2 separate regions of the Lactuca sativa genome follow, and region 1 is linked to region 2. The links are chromatin contacts, called in public Hi-C maps. All regions are on one chromosome and are shown on one strand. Each heading gives the region's core, a stretch centred on a gene start, on an enhancer-like site or on the middle of the called end of the contact. The rest is flanking DNA. Distances are from core to core; before and after follow the strand shown. Region 1 holds the start of LOC111881277 (protein LIGHT-DEPENDENT SHORT HYPOCOTYLS 3). Region 2 holds the start of LOC111881190 (U-box domain-containing protein 3).

What was found. Hi-C and Micro-C count contacts between places; a contact is called where the count stands out from the background.
Region 1: a Hi-C map of leaf shows a contact between it and region 2, with 7 times the contacts expected there. The contact joins the promoter of LOC111881277 here to the promoter of LOC111881190 in region 2. A contact is called at or near these places in 2 of 4 Hi-C or Micro-C datasets (both in leaf).

Annotation. Positions count from the first base shown.
Region 1 is chr9:11,879,659-11,887,155 of Lsat_Salinas_v11, reverse strand. LOC111881277 (protein LIGHT-DEPENDENT SHORT HYPOCOTYLS 3) reads right to left here and starts at 3,457. Exons shown (of 1, transcript XM_023877695.3): 1 at 2,038-3,457. The coding sequence starts at 2,920. The coding sequence ends at 2,345.
Region 2 is chr9:11,716,490-11,723,833 of Lsat_Salinas_v11, reverse strand. LOC111881190 (U-box domain-containing protein 3) reads right to left here and starts at 4,418. Exons shown (of 6, transcript XM_023877586.3): 1 at 4,215-4,418; 2 at 3,280-3,566; 3 at 3,055-3,177; 4 at 1,348-2,967; 5 at 1,042-1,119; 6 at 705-962. The coding sequence starts at 3,558. The coding sequence ends at 1,054.

The DNA.
Region 1 (7,497 bases), core at 2,208-4,707, 160 kb before region 2:
ACAATATCTTACAAGTTTGCCTTGTCCTTCATTAAGTACACACCCAATGACGACAACATGTATACTTATTTGACAAATACATAGTGTTTTATAAAGGAAAAAAATAATGTATGTTGTTTTTATAGGTAAAGAATGAACTATGTTGCCTATATTGGTAAAGATTAAAATACATTCATATTATGGATAAAAACTAAAGTTTATTGCTATTATGTGTAGAAAAATAGAGTGTTTTTCTATTGTGGATAAAATAATTAAATTAAATTGTTATTATTGATAAAAATATATATATTTTTTGTTAATATGGATGAGAAATTATGAGTCTATTGTTTATATGGGTAAAAGAATTTCGGTATGTTGCAATTATCAATAAAAAAAGTATGTTGCTATTATGTAAACAAAATAAAGTGTATTCTCTTATGGGAAAAAATTACATTGTTATAATTGCTTTTATGAATTGGAAACAAAAATAGCAGTATATTTCTGATATTAGTAAAAAAACAAATTATAACATATTGCTATTACAGATTAAAAATAATCTATGATGATATAATTAATAAAAAATGTTGATATATATATATATATATATATATATATATATATATATATATATATATATATATATATATATATATATATATATATATATATAATGCTTACTGATTATTGTTTGTTTAATGAGTATATATGTTTGTTTTAACATTTTTTTTAGATATCAAAGATGTAAATTCAAATTAATTAAAGAGTTGTAAAAGGAAAGAAAATAGAACAAGAACACAATAAAAGATGCAACTAACTCAAATCCAACTTGAAGCACCAAACTTGTTCTAGCTTACTATCTTTGTTGTTTTTCATAACTGATTAGCATTAATGTTTATTAAATTTATGGTTTAGACACTGTGTTAATAATTATATTTTATTAGACAATTTTTAAATTTATGCTTAATAGTATAGTAGTTGAACTTGCAAAACAGGAGTTGTTTATTGTAATTGGATTTTTCTGCTTTCTAGGTAGGAAAAAAAAAAAACTTGATTTTGTGAATTCTTTTATTGTATTTGTATACGTAACTCTGTCACTAAAAACTATAAAAAATGATACCCATTAGTAATATATTTCGTCGATATTCCATCGGACTTGACAAAAATAAGCTTCGTCGGAAAAGTCAGATAAACAAGACTCTCGGATATATGTCGGTATTTATAATTTATTAAAGAACTTTTTATTGGTACAATGTCACAATTTCCATCAAGATAATTCTCCAATGATTTTTTTTTTTTCTATCTGAATTCCGTCAATTGTGTTTCTGACGGAAAACCGACGAAAAGAGCCTTCGGAAATTAGGCAGTTTTATCGTATTAATAATTATCATCCACCATGTACAGCAAAAAAAATTCTCAAACTAAGAAATATGTGTGCTTTGTAAATTCTACATGACTTGAAGTGCATATTAATATACCCATAAACGTAAACCATGAATCAATCAGTTTTTAAGTTATCAAAGCTAATTTAATTTAAATAATAACTAGATGTGATCAAAGTAAACGTTATCACGTGCATCATTAATCTAGTTATATATAAAAAAAAGCTCTTTTCCCTAAAAACATGTGATGGACAATGTTTAATTTTTAATATGTACCAAAAATATACATATATAACTACCAACACATGTAAAATATTTATGCACTTTTTCTTCACGATTTATGTAAGCGTGTACATAATAAACAAGAGCCCGTGCAAATGCTGCACATGTTGACATTAGCAATCAAGACTGCAGAAGACTGAATGAACACGATTCCATCCAACACTTACACGATTCCGAATCATTCATGGGAGGAGAGAGTGATATTTCTTGCCGTTGGATAGTCCATATACTTTTTGTAGAACGGCAGCGATTATATAAAATAAGAAGGCTAGGAATTAAGAAGCTTGACAAAACATAAAAGCTATAGATAGTCCACATATGATCTTGGTTGAAACCAAGAATAGATCACAAGTACTTCCAGTTTGAGATCTATAAATACTACTGTTGCAAAAGTACATCTACCAAGATCACAACTGCAAGCTCCTGATCAAACTAGAAGTCGATATTGTGCTGCAGCTGAGATGTTTTCATTGAGATGAACAAAAAAGCGAAAATCAAACAAAATCACCAATTAACAACAGGGTTCTTCATAGTTGATTGCAGCTAAATAAAGAAATAAAACCTGAAACTAAGCGTAACAACTAGCAAGAGTACTACTTGGGTGATCATTACATCCTCCACAAAACATCAAATTCAAGCTTCTAAAAGAAACGAATAGTTACTTAATTTTTAAGTTCCAAGATCTGAGTTTTCTTGAACGAAATTCAAGTGTGATCACCTGGTGGAAGAGTAAAAGCTTGAAATGATGAGTTGTTTGGAAACTGTTGATGTTCTTGTTGTGGAGGTCTTTTTCGTTTTTTCTTCTCGTAGCTGATTCCTCTTGCTTTCGATTGTAGATCTCGAACTTCTCGAAGGTAAAGTCTAACAGCTCGAGCACCAAAAGGGTTCATCTCCGGTTGCCCACCGCTCTCTTCGTAGGCTGCCCGGAGACGGCCTATCAACGCATCCAAGCTTCCCCACGCCTGACGAAGAGGACAAGGGCAAGGGCAAGGTGGGTTCGGGTGCCCGTAAAACGGGCACACCGGTGTGTGGACTTTAGTCTTCCCAAACTGGTCAAGATACCGGAGAAACTCGAGCACGTTGGCACCACTACATCGGGAAAGCGCGAGTGGTGGCCGGTGATTCTTCAGGTACTGACAGAAGGTATTCCAGTCTCGGCGTTTCTGGTTCTCATACCGGCTGGGAGTTGTGGCTGCCGGCGGAGAACTAGACGACGCAGACGCTACAATATTAGGGTTTATGCTGTAATCGGAGCTTTCAACTTCTGCGTAAGGATCCATTGAAGGGTTTTTATTGAAACTGATGGTTTTCCCGATTTGGGTTACAATTATTTGAAGATCTAATTCTAGGACAAGATGTTTCTCTTTTACTTTTTGCTAGGGTTTCCTTATTTATCACGATAGCAGTAGTGATAAACAGTCGATGTATCTCCACAAACAGAAGCAAAAGAGATGATTCACAAACACACGGAGATCGATGGCGCGGAAATGGATGATCGATCTAATGATGTTTATGGCTATTTTCGTTGGATAAGAAATGGAGAAGAAGAGACACTGCTGGCTACCAGACCAGTCTACACCACATTGATGTGGAGGTGAGGTGAGCTGCCATTGATGGGACTTTGGAGGCTTTTAGTGAAAAAAACAGTAGATTTCACAAGATCTTGGGAGGATAGAAAAGCTGGCTTCGCGTTGTGTTGTGTTGCTGATGTATAAAGATTCACACTGAGTTTCCTAAAATAGGGCACACAAACTTCTATAACTGTAATTTGGTAAATATGATACTCCTAAAACTTTCTATTTATTACACATTTGTACAATGTAGTTGTTTGATAATAACGTTTGTGTTTTTTCTTTTTTGTTTATGTTTAGCTTTTATTAACGTCTAAAACTGTTGCGAACTAGTATAGTAGAGGTGCAAAAGTTGATGCCTTGCTGATCTCCAAGCCTTTTTTATTATGTTTTTTTATAAATTTAAAAATATTTGATATATTATAAATATTATTATAAAATTTTTAATTTTAGATAAATTCTTGTTTTAAAAAATATGATTATGATAATGATAAAAAGTTTTTTTGGTATAACGGTTTAGAAAGATTTATTAACTTAAGTGCTGTTTTTTTTATAAAAAACATATTCAAACCACTTTGTGTTGGGCAATGTTGCACACACGTATCATTTTTTATCCCGCAGCAATTTGTTTTTTCGTAGGCTTCGAAGTAAAAAACTTTTGTGCGTGTTCTGTTTGGGACAACACTTAAGTTCCCTCTTCAAACCTAAACCTAAAAAAAATGGGATACTCCTCCCTCATAAAAAAAAGCGCCACATTTTTTTCTCCCTAGTCATCCCCAATCTCGCATCTGCAATCATCCCTTCATCAGCAAAACTTCCTTCCCATTGGCGTTCCCTCCTCTCCGGAGTAGACTCCTCTTGGTCGCCTTCTCCTTCCGGTCGTCGACGCCGATCTTTCATCTCGATAAGTTTTTTTTCGTTTACTGTTGCTGAAGCAATAATTTTGTCATGGTTAATCTTGAATTTTTCGGTTTTTTTGTTGCTGGAGCAACTTCGACTTTCCTGCTTCATATTAATTTTTCGATTTTTCTTGTTGAATCATTGTTGATATATTTGTTCTTGATGAATCTTGATGCTAATGTTATCAAATCTTTGATGATGTTTTTTATTCTGCTGAAATGTCATAAATTTATGCTTAAATGTCATATTCTATTGAAATGTTGTTGAATCATTATTGAAATGTTGCTGAAATGTTGTTGAAATGTCATGAATTGTTGCTGAAATGCCATTAATAGACGCTGAATGTCATAAAATGTTCCTAAAATATCATGAATTGTTGTTGAAAATATCACGAATTGTTGCTGAAATGTCATGAAATGTTGCTGAAATGTCATAAAATGTTGTTGAAATGTCATATTGAAATGTGAATAATCTTTGTTGAAATTCGTTAGTTTAATCAATAGAAGTTGTTATTATGTTGAAAGTTGTTGTTATAAGGTTGTGTTTGCTAAAGTATGCATTTCATATATTATTTTTGTTATTAGCAATGGGATATAAACATACATGGACCAATGAGCGGATAAAATTCTTATTGTACACTTGTATTGAAGAAGTACACATTGTGGGTAGAAAAGGTTTGAGTTTGCACAAATATTCATGTAACAAGTTAGGCATAGCCATTAAGGAAAAGTATGGCGTTGATTTGACTAAAAGACAATTGAAAAATGCCTATGACAATCTTAAAGCCAATGTAACATCCCCAAAATTTCAACAAACTTAAACTTTTCAAAACAACTCATTTATTAAAAAAAAGTGTTTACAAAAACTTTGTCTCAAAAACATGATTCAAAATCAGAGTCTCCTAAGATCTAATATGTTCTAAAACTGAGGATGTGTACGGTCACGCCTTTTCCTTGCCACAAATCATCTGAAGAACATGAAACCATAAATAAAATTGTAAGCATGAAGCTTAGTGAGTCCCCCCAAAATACCAACACACAACAGATAATATAAACAACAAACAACATGCATATAGGGCCATCAATAGTTGATGAGGATCGCCTCAACCCAACCACACATACACCGTTTTGACACACACACACACACACACACACACACACACACACATATATATATATATATATATATATATATATATATATATATATATATATATATATATATATATAACAGATAATCATACAGTTAACCAGCCAATAACAAGCAGACATATATTATAGTTTACTAAGCATAGCATCATCCTATCTACCAGGATATCGATCTAACAGATCACTACACCATACTGACATGCGATAAACTAGGATAACAATCCAATGGGCGGGCATCGGTGCCTTCGACCCGTAAGTATAGTGAGGAAAACTCACCTCTGGATCTGATCAATAGTTGATGAGGATCCGACTCCGAATCTCAGCTGTAAACAATACTTATCCATCCAAGTGACCAATAACCATCAATATCCCAAAATACCAAAATACCCAAAATACCCTTTAGGTCAACTTAGTCAAATACAAAAGTCAAAGTCAACGTTCCATGTTGACTTCAACACGCCGTGATGACTAGCGAACACGTCGTGTTCCTCCCGTATCCAAACAGGCGAGAAAATCCCCATCCAACACACCATGTTGGCTTGCAAACACGTCATGTTTTCCAAAGTTCCAGCAACTTAATCCATTAATGTAACATCCTATTTCACATCGTCCGTGATTAGGGTTTATGAGCTGAAACCCAGGCATAAGGAAGTCTCAGGGTTGCGACGAGTTGCTAGGAGTGTAGGGCATCTCGTCACCTTTCTGTGGGTATGAGGTTCATTGGAATCGGACTTATATCTAGGAAGCGATGGAAGTTTGAAGTTATGGAAGGATGAGTCCCTTATTTGAGAAAGGTGGCAGCTGAGTACGTTGGGCGTACATGTGTGTACGCTTAGTGTACTCATGTGCGGGAAATTAAAGCGGAGTCACCCAGTACGCTGGGCGTACCAGAGGGTACGTTGGGCGTACTAGGTCCAGAAGGAAACCCTAATATTTTGGAATGTCCCTATTTAAGGAACATTATGTCTTCATATCCATCCACCATTTCCAGATTTCAACTCTCTCAAAACCCTAATTCCCGTTCTTTGAGCTTGAGTGTCTATTGTGAGCTTATAAGTGTTCTTGCGGGATTATTGGAGTGAAGAAGTGTTGGATTGGTGTCTAAGTCCATAACTATTTTTGGTATGTACTTGACCCGATGGTGCATGGTCCTTTTGGGTTGCCTTCACCAAAGCAACTTGATAGGATGAATTATGGAGAGAAAGGATTAAATATGATTTATTAATATATTATGAGAATAATATATTAAAGGAGAAATCATATTGTTTAATTAATATTAGTCAAGAATTAATAATTATTAAGTTTGTGGCTAAAAGAGATTAATTAAACTTAAGGGACTGGAATTGTAATTATATGATAATTACAATTGGGCTATGGATTATCTTATTATTTAAGGTTGGACGAATTCTATGGGGAAACCCATTAGAAATCGTCCAAGGGCCTTTAAGAAAGGGTCCATGGATTGCTTAGGGCCTAAGCATCCAAATTAGGGTTTCCTAGTTCAAAACCCTAATAGCCTACATGTATAAATAGTGCCCTTAAGCCTCAAAAACGTGGTGAACTAATCCTCTAGGGTTTCCACATGGTTTTGGGCAGCTCCTTCTCTTCTCCTCTTCATCCTCTTGCTCTTGGTGTTTGTGAGCCATTAGAGGAGTGACATTTGTGACTCTAAGCTTTCTAAAGTCAATACAAGAAGGATTTGAGATTGTTATTGCTATATAACAATCAAGGTATGATCTAACCTCTTATTCATATGTTATATTGATTAGATACAGGGTTTTAAGTCTTGGATTAAAAGCATGTACAATAGAGAAACCTAGATCCTAGCTTTAGGGTTTGCATGAGCACATAGGATGTCTTTTGGCTAAAACCCATCAAGAAGGAGCATGGAAGAGAATAGAGTTGGAGTCTAGGCTTTGGATCTGAGCTTTTTTGTGGATGGAGCATCATTTGAAGGTATAAAGCTCGAATATTTCCCATCCTTTTTATTTGTGCATAATATGATCCATTTTAGGGTTTTTGGTCCCAAAGCTTGAAGCTTTATGAGTTGTTGCACTCTAGAGCCTAATGTTTGTCCTTTAAAGTGTTTCTAGTGGAGAGGATCCATAAAAATGAGGTCTTAGACGTTGGAATCAAGCCATGCATGAATTTTGAGCTTTTTGAGATAAGAGAGTGGGTGTTTTTGACCTTCTCAACGATGAAAAAACTGAAAGTCACTGACTTTATGGAATAAGAGCC
Region 2 (7,344 bases), core at 3,169-5,668:
TTATAAAGGCCTATAATCCATAATTGAGTTATCTCTAACCCATGTTGAGACCCCTTTTTCTCATAAGAATTAAGAGGTAGGAGGAGGTCACCAAGAATCGGGTGGGGCCGGTGAGCATGTTTCCGTGGCTCGGTGTCGGTGCTATTCGACATTTCTCTTTAACCCAAAAAAAAAAAAGAACCTTAAAATGGACTTTCCGTGTTTTTTTTCAAGGTTTCTTTTATCGGGCCACCGGAACGGAAATAATTGAAGGACTTGTATACTTTTGATTAAAAGGATGTCCTTTTGGGAATACTGTTTGGGCTGGGCATTCTCCGATTTTATAACATAAAACCAAAGTAGTAACAATTTCTTTTTTTTTTTTTTTAAATACAAAAAACAACTCGGTTTTCTCAAAAGCAAGAAACCAAACCGACTTTGTTTGCAATTGCTGAGTGCTGACCCCCTAGGATTTGGGTCTAGTACAGTAACTAGTACCTCGTCCTATGAGTATGAATTGTATTCTTTTTGTAGCGGGTCCCACACCTCTCCATCCAAATCTTTATCTTTATCTCTGGAAATGGAATTATGGCATTATGGCTGAGCTACTACTGCGTCCCACTCCCATGACCCATCCGTTCCCTTAAAACGGGTCCTCATGGTTTTTGTACAAATATAAATCTTTCTTCCTAGCAAAATATCATAAATATAAACAAAAAAAAATGTTGCTCTCCGTGAACCCGAACCATTTGATTAAAATCATAGATTCATGGGTTTTTTTTCCTTCGATCATTCTCTTTACATACTATGCGATAACAACACAAGAATCCACAAGACAAAAAATATAATGAAAAGAAATCACTCTTTTAACCAACAACAAGCCTGAAACTGATCTAACCCTTCACTTTCATGTCCCCATCACCACCATTGATATTCAAAAATCTTCAAACTTTTCAGATAACTTGATGTGGAAACGAACACATCTGCAAGAAAACATAAGATGCGTTATATTTTTTATGAAAAGACGCAAGGATTTTTAGAGAAACTTAGAAGAATGAAAACCTCTTTTGTCTCTCAAGATTTCCCTCTTCCAGAAGCATTTTCACGCTGGCTGCGAAAGTGACTCAGAAGTTGTTGTGCCTGCAGAAATTATTTATTTGCTTAATGACTACGCAACTTAATCAATCAATGAAACAAAAAACAAATATACATATGATGGCATGATGTATACAAAAAAAAAAATCTTTCTTTTTTGTCTGATTGAGCTGAATGAATTGTATGAATATGAGTAAAAATTACTATTTTACCCTTTTTTTTTAAGAAAAAATGATGGTAAATAACAAATGAATGTTTGTTGAGCATTTTTACCTTCTCCTTGGCTCTTGATGTCCCGGACTGGGACAATGCAACTAAAGGCGGGACAGCCCCTTCTTGAAGAACAAGGCGACAATATTTAGGACTGCCAAGACAAAGCTGCAAAAGTATAGAAGCAGCATTCTCTTTTCCCCTCGGAGTCCCTGATTCCACCACCTCAACCAACAACGGAATCCCACCTTCCTTTGCAATCGCCAAACACCCTTCCGGAACACTCGACAGATTCGAAAGCAAAGCAACGGATTTATCAACCATTTCCGATTCCGGTTCCATCAACTCCACAAGATACTTCACCGCCCCCGCTTGAATAATCCGCGCTTTATTCTCGTGAAATATCGATAAATTAAACAAAGCAGTCGCTGCATCTTTCTTCCCTCTTAGTGTCCCCGATCTTAAAAGGTCAACCAACGGTTTGACCGCACCCGATTGACCGATTTTGACCCGGTATTCTTCCAACAACGAGAGGCTGAATAAGGCTGCAGCCGCGTTCTCTTTCGCACACGGGTTTCCGGTTTCCAAAACGTGAATTAACGGGTCGATCGCACCTGATTCCGCTATCATTGACTTTATGTTTCCGTTGATTGAAAGATTTAAAAGAGCAGTCACCGCGTGTTCTTGAGTTATTTTTATGTTGGATCGTAACAGTTGCAAGAGCGGTTGGATGGCTCCGGATTGTCCTATCATGGTTCGGTTTTCCATGTTGTTTTTGGCAAGGAATCGTAATTCCGCTGCGGCTTTCGTTTGGGCCGAATTGGAATTGGATTTGAGGTCGTTTACAAGTTGTTCGATGAGTGAAGATGTTGTTATATCGTTTGGTGAAGAATCAAGTGGAAGGGAGACCGTTCTTGGGTAGTTTCGGTTTCCGCCGTCTGACGGCCATTGCGAGAACCCAGAACCGGAATCGGAAGCGATTTCTCCGGAATTGGAAACGGAAATGTGTTGGTAATCGGAACTGGAAACAGCGGTTGATGTCGATCCGGTCCTGCTGTGACTACATGACTCTACGGGGGATCGATGATCAAACCCATTTTCATCTTTTTGTGTCAAATGGCTAACCGTTTCCAATTCCGGTTGATTGTGGTCAACGGTTCGGTTGACTTTTACATTGTTTTCATCGCACCAATTTGAAATCAAAGCTTTGACTGTGTAATTCGGGATCAAATTGGTGTGTGAAAGTGTTTGACGGGTTACTGGACATCTTGTGAATCCATGATCAAGCCATTTTTTGATGGAATCTCTTTCATAAGTTTGTCCTGTGGCCACGATTACTGGATCAAACATGAGTTGCAGGGACAACGGGCAGATGAAATATGAAGGGACTGAAACACCATTAATGGCTTTCAAGCTTTCAAGATTTACCATGGTTTCTCTTATATGAAAGATAAGGTCAACGATGTGATTGACTTGATTTGACTGGTCAACTTTCAAGTTTTCTTTTTCCACTGCAATGCTCTCTTTTAGCAGTTCTTGGCTTGATGACAAATGAAGCAACTCTATGATTTCTGTTAGATGTTCTAATGGTGGAACCTTTCCTTCTCTTATGAACTTCATGGCCTCTTCTACTTTTTCAGATGCTGTTTCCAACTTTAAACTCTCAAATTCCTCCATACAACGCTGAAATAGCAACACACTATCGTTATTTAGGGTTGAATTTCAAATTTTCCCCAAGTTTTATTTTTAATTTTAGGGTTAAATGCATACCTGAATATCAGCTAAAGAAGTAGATGTTGGTGGTAATGATGATTCCAATGACCTGAATACAGTTTCACATATCTTGATTGAATAGCTTCTGATTTTAACAATTAGTTCTCGGCTTTGAACAGCCTGGAAACATTTTCAAGTATAAAAACAGATTAATGTCTATTTTTTTATCTTTGTTAAAGAAAGTTATATCATCGACCTCATAATAAGAAAGAAGAAACACACCCCACAAATTTTGCTGGAGTGAAAACCCCAATTCTCAATGAACTCTCGAGCCTCATTTACAGCTACATCAAGTTCCTCAAACTCCTTGTGCAAAATTTCATCTGAATGTATGTGTGCATCATCAATGTTATCAAGTATACGTTTAAAAAGCTTCAGTGAACCAGCAACATCTTTGTACTCCTTCTGACATGGCAAGTTCTTGGGTACACCAAATGTGACAAGATGGATGAATCGAGAAAAGCTGTTACTTAGACATCTTAATACCTTTTCTACACCCATCTGTCCTGCTTAAGTAGTTACAGAAAAAACAAAATTAAGAACTTCTAAATAATCAAGATAACACTTTCAGACTCATTTAAGAGCCTCTTATAGGATTAAAATGTCAAAAACAACCAAAAAGTTCAATGCCCACATGAAGTAAACCTCTCTAGCTATAAACCAATAACAATGGACCACAATGTCACTTATGCAAGCTCGATAGAAGTTTTCATCATTCTATCTCAATGTCTAGTATCACAAGAAAACTAATTGCAGCATTGCACATGGATGATGGATCAGACAAATAGTCGAACAACTGGTGTCCAATAATACAAACCACGATCCTGGGAGTTTTTACATGCCAAAATCTCGTATCAAAACTATCACAAATCTATGTTTATGACTGTTTCTCTGTAAGTTAATCGCATATTGATAATATGTTTCAAAACCTATGCTTGAAATTACATGAACCCACTTCGCAACTTTGCTGACATCCAAAATTCACAAAACCCCAACAAATAATATGCAGAAAAAAAGCTATAAACCAACGAAACAAACTGACTTTCTTCGAATTCAATCGAATACACATCAAATTATTGTTCGAAGCAACATGAAATAAATCAATAACTTACAAAACGACAAAAAAGAGTTGAGATATTTGGGAACCGGAAACAAACCTAATGTTGGTAGTCGTAGGTAAACACCGATAACATAAACAGATCTGAATCAAACCCACAAAGGAATAATCTTTATGGTGAAACGTCCATCTGGGTATATGAATTTTCGCCAACACTTGGAAGAGTGAATCATGAGAATGATACAGAAGAAGGGGAAAAGGAGAAAGGGGTTAAATCGGTGGGTCCATAACTCAATATAGTTGCAGGGTTTGTTGGCGATTTAATTGAATATTGATTTGGTGCTAATTCGGGTTAATTAATTATGCATAAATCATGATTAAAGAAGCAAAAAGTCGGAAAACTTTGTCTTGAATAGATGGAGGTGATGCAAGAAATTGACATCCAACAATATTCAACCCCAATGAGTCAATGTCTCCATATGCAAATTAGATAAAACATTTTATTATTAGTAGCAGTGATATTAATTAAGCTAATTATTTAAGTTAATATCGAAGGATAATAAGAATATGCGTTTGAAAAATGACCGATATCTTCCGGAGGAGATCATTCTAAAGCATCCACAAAAATAAAAATAAAAAATTTTGACAAAAAAGTCCATGAATTTTGGATTTGGAAAAAAGAAAAACTTCATAATTTCAAGAATAATTCTGGAATTTTGATAAAACAATTCGCTTTTATTAAAATCTAATAAGAAAAACATAAAAATCTTTAATAAGAAAAACATAAAAATAAGAAATGGGAAGTACATATATATATATATATATATATATATATATATATATATATATATATATATATATATATATATATATATATATATATATATATATATATATTTTGTTAATAAGCTCGTTTATAAATGTTTATTTAATTAATATCTCTTATTGTTATTATTATTATTAGAGTAATTACATAAATCATCCATGTCATGTAGGTTGAGGTTTAGGATATATTACAGATTTAGTCTCTACCTTTCTTTTTTATTCGGACAGTCCTTATAATATTATTTTGTTGTGATTTTTGTCACATAGTAATTATATAAAGATTGTTATATCCTTTTTTATTTTATTTTAATTTATCTTTTTATTGTTTATGATATTTATAATAAGATTAATGTATATGGTCCGCCCCATACCTTATTAGCGGTCATCATGTAAGGTCTCTCTCTTTACCCAAAAAGCCCCACAACTGGCGAAACAATATTTTTGGCGCTTAGGCGGCAATCTCACTAGAGAAGACATAAACATCGTGGAAACAAAACACACAACCTATATGAAATCCATTCTGATTCCGCATCGGCATTGAAACTTAGACCCAACATTTGAACACGGTTAAGATAATATTCTATCTTCTTTCTCAATGCGAACATACCTATGGAAACTATCCATATATATACATAAAAATTTAGACATATATGGTTGTTTGCCAGAAACCGAATGATTTAGTGTTCAACCATTAAGAGGCTTTAATCTTTGCAAAACATATTTTCAAATTATCAAACCTCTCAATCCTTAAAACCAAAATCAAACCCCTCGAAATTGACAGCATAATTTGTTGCTCGTTTACCCGCTACATCTATGTAAAACTTTCTTTTATTTTTATATGAAATCTATAATCCATTACAATCAAAATTAATAATTAACTAGCACAAGTTATTGCAAATTTTCAAAAAAGAAAACACACACACACACACAAAATTAACAAGAGCCTAAACAATAAAAAACACGTTTCAAAAAGCACATAACCTAAACATGAAAGAGTGTGGACAATAGAATATATCTAGTTAGCATAATAGTTAATGGAAAGTATTTAAAGAAGCTTATATATTTTATAGAGACGTAACATCCAAAATTAGAAAGCTGGTATCCAAAATTTGTATCAGGACTACGTAACCTTGAAGCTCTACATGATTCAATATGAAGACATGAAGCAAAAAGGATTAGGGGTTTTCATCCAAAAATCGGACGACATGGACAATTTAGATGATTACATCCTAGTATGTGATTTAACAAAAAAAAACACCATCATAGAGAGAGAGAGAGAGAGAGAAAGAGAAATGGTATTTGTAGGGAAAGAGGATGAGGTGTTGGCATTAAAGCTTCTTTGTTTTCTCTCTTTCACTCTTACACATAAACTGTGTTGTACCGGTCACAATAAAAGAAAAGAGAGGGCAATATAGGCAAAAGGAAGGAAAAAATGGTTCGGAGGGAATGTAATACCTAAATTGTCCAAAGGATTTTTGGCCCCGTCTTATTCGATTTAGTCATAGGCACATTTAATAGGTTACCAAATGCTCATAGGGTTGTTTTGGTAAGCCTTTTAATGGTTCCATTAAGAGATGCTCTAAAGAAGTCAGTAAACATTTGGTTTGGCTTATATTAGCTTCTGAATGGGACAATCCACCTTTTAATGGCTATTAATCGGTCATATATGTTAGCATCGTTGAATGGCGTTGAACAAACGAAAAAACCCTCAATTTCCCTTGAAGAATCGCCACCACCGTCGTGAATTATCCTCATTTGTCTCAAACTACGAATCATCGTCGTTCTTCTCTGCTGGAAACACAAAATCAACACTATATGACTGTTTCCTAAGAGATGGTCGATTTTAATGGAAAAACATATATTTTCTTAGTTATTTTCTGGCGACCAAAGACAAGGTTTCTTTCTCAACACATTTCACTAGGGAATATGTTTATAGTCTTATATATGATAGAAAGAACAATTCCAATTTCTCAGTTACTCGGTTATCTATCGGTGCACCAATTTCACACATATCTTATTGTAATTGGTTTAACCACATGATTTCATTTTAAGTACCAAATTTGTTGATTTGTACAACACAATCACATGTAAGTGTCTTTTTTGGAACATTTTGATTTTTAGGCGTGCCTTTAATGGTCTTTACAATGTTGTCTTGTATAAATATGCATTTAAATTAATCTGAACCGTAACGGTAGTTTGTGAGGTTGAGATGCGGTGATGAATCTTGTCGATTTACTTGCCATAACTGGGAGTGAAAAATCAGGCCATTGTGTCGTGTTTTTGTCTGACACGACACGACAATGTTTTATGTAACATGAACACGATCTCGGGTCTTTTTAACTAACACGAAAACCAACCCATTAAAAAACGACAAACACGACAAAGATAACATGACATAACAATTA